Linked DNA regions of Sus scrofa: all the other regions are linked to region 3. A link is a contact called in public Hi-C data. All regions are on one chromosome and are shown on one strand. The core of a region is the stretch at or near the end of the contact, and the rest is flanking DNA. Distances in the headings are between cores, read along the strand shown. Region 1 holds the start of MLLT3 (protein AF-9). Region 2 has its middle 82 kb from the start of TRNAD-GUC. Region 3 overlaps MLLT3 (protein AF-9).

What was found. Hi-C and Micro-C count contacts between places; a contact is called where the count stands out from the background.
Region 1: a contact with region 3 is called in a Hi-C map of skeletal muscle, with 3 times the contacts expected there. The contact joins the promoter of MLLT3 here to the enhancer-like site in region 3. A contact is called at or near these places in 2 of 5 promoter capture datasets (fetal liver and liver) and 11 of 47 Hi-C or Micro-C datasets (alveolar macrophages, brain, embryonic fibroblasts and 6 more).
Region 2: a contact with region 3 is called in a Hi-C map of skeletal muscle, with 4 times the contacts expected there. The contact joins two enhancer-like sites. A contact is called at or near these places in 4 of 47 Hi-C or Micro-C datasets (fetal heart ventricle and skeletal muscle).

What each region holds. Positions count from the first base shown.
Region 1 is chr1:202,316,159-202,318,858 of Sscrofa11.1, reverse strand. It overlaps MLLT3 (protein AF-9), which reads right to left and starts at 1,401. Exons shown (of 11, transcript XM_013993522.2): 1 at 724-1,401. The coding sequence starts at 906.
Region 2 is chr1:202,950,716-202,953,415 of Sscrofa11.1, reverse strand. No RefSeq gene overlaps it. Among named protein-coding and RNA genes, the nearest start is that of TRNAD-GUC, 82 kb to the left of the region's middle. Within about 2 kb of position 1,420, at least 24 of the 83 cell types and tissues checked have an H3K27ac peak or open chromatin away from gene starts, as enhancers often do. A contact at or near this core is called in skeletal muscle, where this site is marked.
Region 3 is chr1:202,589,223-202,591,922 of Sscrofa11.1, reverse strand. All of the region lies in intron 8 of MLLT3 (protein AF-9), which reads right to left. Among named protein-coding and RNA genes, the nearest start is that of MLLT3, 270 kb to the right of the region's middle. Within about 2 kb of position 1,277, at least 26 of the 83 cell types and tissues checked have an H3K27ac peak or open chromatin away from gene starts, as enhancers often do. A contact at or near this core is called in fetal liver and skeletal muscle, where this site is marked.

The DNA of each region.
Region 1 (2,700 bases), core at 152-2,651, 270 kb after region 3:
TGAGCCTCAAGGGGCGGAGGGAGGGCGCGCGGGCGGGGCGGAGCGCGCGGGGAGGCAGAGCGAGCAAGCAAGGGGGAGCTCGAAAGAGCCAATCACCGGCCACCTCCCGAAGCCCTGGCGGCCAGCACCGCCACACTGGAACGCCTCGCTTAAAGTAACAGGTTCCTGCTGGGGGTGGGGAGAAGGGCGGGGAGGGGACGCTGGGGTGGGGAGAGCAGCCAGCTGGGGAACCATCCCAGCCCCTGTGTAAACTCCTCTCGCCCTACAATAAAAAACGGATTAAAACTGCTGGAATGTAGCCACTGCCTAGAGCCCCCAGCCTCCCGAGAAGGGGCGTTAAATCAAGTCTTTGGCGTTAGTTAGCACGCTCGGGGAAGGGAAGGGGGTTTCTTTTACTTTCCACCACATCTTTTTATGGTTTTGTGCTGAAACGGCAAGAAATTACACCCAAACAAACTTATTTAAAGACAGAGCGAGAGAAATGCCATCCTGCAAACAAGCGTCTAAAAGCAATCGCTGAGACAGTTATAACCGGCAACAATTCCCTGGCCCCCTTCCCTATCCACTCACCCCCTCCCTTCCTGCACCGCCATCGACAATTTTAAAATGAACAAGCCAGAGAAACAAGACGGCAATTTCCTTCCCAGGGACCGCCTCCCGCGTTGGTAATCCCCGGCTGGAAGGCATAACAAAGCAGTGCCCAGGTGAAGGTGAGATAGATACCTGGGAGTGCTGCTGGGTGCAGACCCGCGGGGACCAGGCTAGGAGTTGTTTTCTTGGGGAGGTTGCCCCTCCTGACAGCCTGCTGGGTTGCATCAGAACGTGGAAGATTGTCCTCTGAGAACGCCAGGGACAACTGGGAGTCTTAAAATAGCAGATAAAGTTAATACTGACTGTAATGGGCATAAATTGGATTATAATCTTTAGGCGAATTGGTGACAGACAGCGTAATCCATCTCCGGGTATTAATCCTGTTAGGTTCCCGAGTGACAACCAGTCGCTGGAGTGTTCCCAAAGTCGCGCTCCTGCGATGCTTCTCACTTGGGTTGAACTTGCTCTCAGTGGCGGGGGATAGAACAGCGCAGCCACGCGTGGGGCGGAGTAGGAGTACTAACTAGCTTCCTTTAGCAGCGCAGACAACCTTTACAAAGGAAACGGATAAGATCTAGACAATTGATTTGAAAGTGAAAGATAGCTGTAACTTCGGTTCGTTAAAGAAAGATCCCTGCATCTTCCTATAGCCCACATTCCTTTTTTGCTCTTCTTTTCTTCCCTTTTTCCCTCATCTCCTTCTTTCTCAGTCTTTCCTTTGGCTTTATTCTCTTCTACCTGCCTTCTTTATCTGCCCTGTCTTGCATTTTTTGGCTCAACTTTCTTGCTTTCTTCTTTTCCTTTTTCTTAAAACCACCAAAACAAGTTGTATGGGCCATTGAATTAAAGGGAGCAAGCACAATAGGGGGAAAGAGGTTAGCCGGGGCACCTGGGATCCTTAATGTTAATTTTTCAGTTCTCCCAGCTGCTCACAGGGAGCTAATCGGAATCAGATCTGACCGGTTCGGACCAATTTTAATTTACAATCCAAGCCTCCGGCTTCAGTGCGTTGAACCCCTAAAACTGATGCTCTCCTCTCCCCCAGTTACAACCAAGAAAACCTCTTCTGCTTTAGGACCCTAATTCCTCCCACCCTTCTATTGGATTTAGCATGTAATGTAGAAAACAGCTGAGGATAGAAACATTTTAGTCCAAGGCCAAAAGCTTAAACTTCTCTTAGATTTCTTAGACCCACATGTACATATATGCATAATATTTTTTAGGTGTATGTGTGTCTGTGTGTGTATACGGACTAAGTTTACACACACATAGACAAGCTGTATGTTAGGGTCTACGTGAAGAGTGGACGTACTTGCTATGCATTATTGCATTTTTAGATAGAATAATCAAATTAGAAGTCCTTTGGAGTCGTAAGATAGGAAAGTGATTGTTATCTGGATGTGCCATTAATAAGGCCACTTTCTGGAAGGTGGCAACCATGAGGCAACGAGTCTAGCTTAGCACGCAGGTAAAAAACAACAATCCATTCTTCCTTTGAGTTGACTTCAGGGCTTGGCTAACTTCTAGCAACACCAACCGGGCTGTCTTGGAATTTTCTCTGTAACTTGTACTCGCAATGAGGGAAGAATGTCTCCTTTCGGAATTATGTGTCTGCTGAATAAGATTTATTCCAGGAATCACAAGTAAACCATGGGATCAAAGAAAGGTTCTTTTCCCATTATTCCTCCTTTCTCAAAGAATGCTTTTAAAAACCTTTAGGGGTAATTCTTTCTCCAGACCCTGGAAAAATAGATTCTGTCAGTAGATGGCGCACGGAGCCCTTCCACGGACGTCCTTACGTGACCTCGTTAAAACAAAAAAGACCAAGACCGGAGGGAAAAGAAAAGGCAATCCTGAATACTGAGATTCAACTTTTGGGCAAAAGAATTTATGTCAATCTTTCAATATATTATTTATAACATAATCTAATAAACTATTAATTAAAAGCAATCAAAACAGAAAAAACAGCAGATTAATTTTCTATCCATCATACCTGAAGATCTTTGCACTTTAGGTGAAGTACAACAAGCATGAAACAACCCTTTGGGTTCTTGACGATTTAATTACAGAAAATATTTTGCAAATAAATTTTGAGACAAACTTTTTCCA
Region 2 (2,700 bases), core at 171-2,670, 360 kb before region 3:
TCAGGCTTCAAGTGGAGTCAATTACCACCAGGTCTTTGGCCCCAGAGCAAGCCCATACATCTAACTGGAAGTTTCTGTAGAACCCTTAGACTTTCAGCTCCAAAGTGGAGTATAGCTTGCCTCTCACAAAGGATCATACATTATCACCCCGAGAATGACCAGTAACCTCACAGACTTTGTGTGGATATTCTGTGGAACAAACATTGGACATTCTCTGTATGGACAGATTTAGACTGCACCTTTACTTGTCAGTGTCAAAAATGTATACATTTATAGTGATCAGGAAAGAATGCAGAGAAGCCTAGAGAAAGCAGATGACGGCTTAGATCAATGATTGTTTATTCTGTGTATATATAGGCACGCAGAAGCAGAATTTTGAGAGGTTGTATATATTTTTTGTTATACCCTAGAATCTAAAACATGTAACAATTTGGGTCATGGACAGATATCAAAGTCTGTGGCAAACAATCATTCAGTTACATATGGGTATTCATATAAAAGTTTAACTATGTACCTTTGTATTTAACTCCTAATATCTTAGTTCTCACAGCAGAAAAGCTCTACATTTCATAGTATTACTTCATCAGTGAACACTAGTATTAAGACTTTATTATTGGAAACCTCAAATATTTTGTATTTGGGAAAGGGGAAAATCTTGCAGGAAAAGATTGCTAGATCCTACATTATGTATTTTTCAAAAGAAAGTTAATCATTAGATGGGGGTAAGACCTGGGGTCCCCCCAACCAAGGAGTGGATTCTGGCCAACAAATCCATGTAACATCATCCTTCCTCTCCAAAACTTAAGAATATTTGGCTTCTGGATAGTGTTGGAGAACAGAAGTAACAAATAGCCTTTATTAATAGAAAACTGGCTTTTCCTGAGGGAGATTTAAATGTGCTCTACACATGTGAATCCTTTTAAAGAAATTGCTCAGGGCTGGGGAATTTCCAATACCAATCTTCCTTAACCGGCAGATTGAGCAAGATGCACAGCTGTTCTTTAACCGCACAGCATTTCGAATCTAAACAAACACGCTCTTCCACGAAGAGTCTGCTCTGCTGGTCGTGATTTTGGCTTAAGTTAACCTTTATGTTGCTGAGCCTGTCTTCTCTTGAGTCCAGGAGATAGCCATCTCCGGCGGCACCACGATCACCCCGCAGCAGCCAGCACGGCAGTCACACATCATGGCCACTAGATGGCGAGAGGGGACTGAGTTGGGGCGGCTTCTTTCGCTCTGCTTCGGGAGGAACACTTTTGTTTCTCTCCTTTTTCTTCCTGCCCCTTTGTTTAACTTCACCATTTTCTGGCTAGCTTTCTCTCCACTGTAACGCTGTGGTTACGTCGTGGCTTGCTTTTCAGCACCTCTGTTCTAGGACAGCCAGCCTGGCCGCTTCCTGTTTGTGGCCGTGTGGGCTAGGCGCCCACAGGGCTCTTAGGATAAACCATGCTCTCTCGTGCCCAAGTAGGCATTCGCTCCCAGAGTCTTCGTACAGTTCTTTTCATTTATCACCCAAAACCTGGCCAGGTGTCTCTATCTCAGATTGGGTCTACTGCTCTGCTCTGCCTAACTTGTGGGTGAGGGGTGGTGGGGAGTAGTGCTGTTTATTCAGGTATTACCAAAAGGAAAAAAAAAAAAGCAGCTTCAGACCATGTGGATCAGACTATTCTAAGCCTGTGACAGGGATTGGAAAAAAAAGAAAATTCTGTTGAAGGTTTGCAGACCAAACAGACCTCAGACCTGCCACATCTCCATAATATACTGGAATTGGCCTTTCATCCAAGGGACCCAGAAAGGAATTCAGAGGGGCTGGAGAAAGCAAGCTGCTGTGATAGCTCTTTAAAAAAGAACATTCTGAAGAACATGTGAGTTTTATTTTATAAATGACTTAATATCTGAAAAACCAAACCAAATGCTGAATTGCAGACCTGCCAAAACTGGGGCAAGTAGCTGCCAGGCCTTTGCCACCCCAGTGGAGAGCAGTGGGAGAGGATTCCTAGAAGGGGGGTGGCAGCGGAGGTGGGGTCTTCCAGGCCTCTTTTCATAAGTTAGAAGTCAATGTCCCCCTTAATGGGGGGGGCAACTCCCATTAATGTTAAAGGGATTTATGCTCATGAAGAACAAGAGTGGGGAAGACTACAGGACGATTCCCTAGTGGGGTGCTTCCATGCTGGTGGAAGAAGGTCGGGGTTCTCTCTTCCAGTTGGACCTGCCAGAGCGCCAGGGAGCATCACGTCAGAAAGGACCTTAACAGGTAGCCTTTATCAGCCCCTCCACCACGTGAGGCCCCTTGCAGTATTTGGCCCATATAAAGTGTATCTTAGTGGTTATTATTGTTATTCATTTGGACCTGTATCGGCAGCCTATTCACATCAGGCAGAATTTACTTTTGAGGAAACATACCTAAGTGCCATGATGGAAACTTTTCAAAATGAAAACCCAAGCAGGTGTGAAATGAAAATTCCTGTCCTTTCCAACATGCTCCCCTACAACCCCAGATCCACCCCCAGACAGACAGACAGACAGACACACACACACACAATCAGATAGGCCACGTTTCTCAGCCTACCTCTTCTTTTCCTCTGTGGCAGCAGTGTGATTTATGGTCCTGAGGGGAGAGCTGACCAAACTCAGTTGTTTCAGCTGACCTTCCCTGTGAGTTTTCAGGTTGAAGTGAAATCCAATGGGGTGTGAACGAAA
Region 3 (2,700 bases), core at 28-2,527:
TGGGTTAAGGATCCAGCATTGCTGTGAGCTGTGAGCTGTGGTGTAGGTCGCAGACACATCTTGGATCCCGGGTTGCTGCGGTGTAGGCCAGCAGCTGCCGCTGTGATTGACTCCCAGATTGGGAACCTCTATATGCCACAGATGCAGCCCTAAAAACCAAAAAAAAACCAAAAACAAAAACAAAACCACCCCCCCCCCAAAAAGAAAAGTCTACTATGTCCCATAACACAAAGAAGATTTTTAAAAATGAGTCCACATTTTGTAGTTTAATTTGTGGAAAGAGCACTGATTTGGCTCAGAAAACCTAGTTTCAGGTACCACCCTATCATTCAACATTTTCGCCCTCAAAAAAAAAGTGAGACAAGATGAGAGAGATGAACAAATAATGTCCAAATTCCCATTCAGTCAGTTGTAAAAATTTCTACTACTAAAAACATTTCACTTGTTGGGATGACATTCCAGAGAAGACCCAATACTTCTAAAAGGATATATTTCCCTTTGAATTTAGAAAAATGCCTAAGTAAGACCTGAGCTCCTAACAGAGTCTTGCCTGAGACTCGCCTTTATTTTTTCACTTTTAACATTAAGATAACTAGATGACTGAGGTGACCAGGCTAACTTGAAATACAATGCTTTTGGCAATAGACGGAAATTACTTAATTGCAGAGGCAAAGCAATAGTTTGCAACATGCTTCACTGTAAGAGAAACCAAACACTCCATTGCACTGGGAATTTCCTTCTCTCTATTGTTGGGAATGAGACCTGGGGGAACATTGGGCGCGGAGACACACACACATACAGCAGTAAGTAGGTCAGTAGATGGCACTCCTCGCCAACTCAGACACGGGGCTGGGCCAAGCAGCGCCGATCTGCTGCGATTTCAAGCAAAAGGGAATACCAGTAACTGTGTGCTTGCCTTGTGCCTTAGAAAACTGAATTCTGTTCCCATCATATCCCGCCCTGTACTCCCCCATCCCTCTCCACCCCAAGTCCCTGCACTCTGGGGGGTCACAGTCCCTGAAAACCCTCTCTTTGCAATACACAGCTGTTGACTAGGTCGAGAGAGTTCTACCACCTTCCCTTCAAAGCAGAAAATAGTACATTCAGGGCCCCAAAGTCCCACCCTACACATTCTGTAAGGGCGACGGCACAGAAGGCCAAACTACATTGAAATCCTAGTTTCTTTCTTCTGAAGCGGCAGAGGCAGGAACAAAAGCTCCGGGTGTCAGCGATCCGCCTGGAGTTACTGAGTGGCTGCCCAGAGAGGGCTCAGTTAATCTTCCTGCTTTGATCTCTCCCTGCTCCAAAATAAACAGCTTTGTCAAAACCTCATTCTGAGAGCTGAGCCATGCTGAAGACAATTGTTTTATTTATGATCATTTCTTATCTTTAAGGAAATGGCTCCAGAATAGAAAAGTACGGCTCCGTGTCTTCCACAAGCTGATTTCAAACCAGTTTAACTGGATCGACTCTTTTTATGTCATTCAACATGCCTGGCAGGCTGATAGGTGATTTATGATATTCTGAATATTAACTCAGGTCCGATGGATAGCTTCCTTCCTTTAAGCCCCCTCTTTCCTCCCTCCCTTCAATACTTTCAGCCAAAAAGGAGCTGGAATTTTGATTTTGTTTGAATATCACATAAGGGAGGTTTGGGGGGGAAAAATCTTTGGTTAAAATGATACAGCACTATTACTCCCTGTTAAGCTGGACAGGGAGAAGCAGACACCCAGACTGCTGAGACGTACCATTTATGTACAGTAGTCTCTGAAAATAGAACTATGATGAGGTGCACTTCTATCCTTAATCTGAGGATATGGCTTGAGAATCAAATTTTCAAGATTATTATTTTTCTGTATTTCTTTGTGAGGACTGACAACTCAATTAGTCTGCAGATGGATTCACTACTGATGGGTCTTTCATGTGAATGATCACTAGTGGCTCCTAACAATACTCCAGTTAATTACTTGCTTTGTTGACATGTGGATCCTTCTCTCTCTCTCTGTTCACTTTTTTCCAAGAGTTAGAAAATGTTTGATTCAATTAGCATTTTCCCCTCTTCCTCATCCCTAGAAGACTGAGAAAAGATAAGGGGTACACAGCCTCGCTTGGCAATTTACAGAAACCTGAGAGACCACTGTCAACCTGCAGACAGAGAATAGCCGAGGGATACAGAAGACGGAAACTCCCATTTCACAGTCTGGCCTTCCCTGCATGTTTTGGTCTTTTTTTTTTTTTTTTTTGTCTTTTGTCTATTTAGGGCTGCACCTACAGCATATGGAGGTTTCCAGGCTAGGGGTCAAATTGGAGCTGTAGCCGCTGGCCTATACCACAGCCACAACAACACGGGATCCAAGCCGTGTCTGTGACCTTTCACCACAGCTCACAGCAATGCCGGATCCTTAACCCACTGAGCAAGGCCAGGGATTGAACCCGTGTCCTCATGGATGCTAGTCGGATTCATTAACCACTAAGCCACAACGGGAACTCCTGTTTTGGTCTATTTTATACGAGCTTTCAGATCACCATCATCATCATATCATCATCACAGTCACACAGACATGTAAGACTGAAAAACACATTTCCAATCAAAGGCATAGGCCCAGGGAGATAAGCGCCCTGGCAGTATATGTATCTCCTACCCTAAACTAGTTAAAAGTGAAAGCATATGGACCTCCTTATTAAGCTCATAGGTGTATG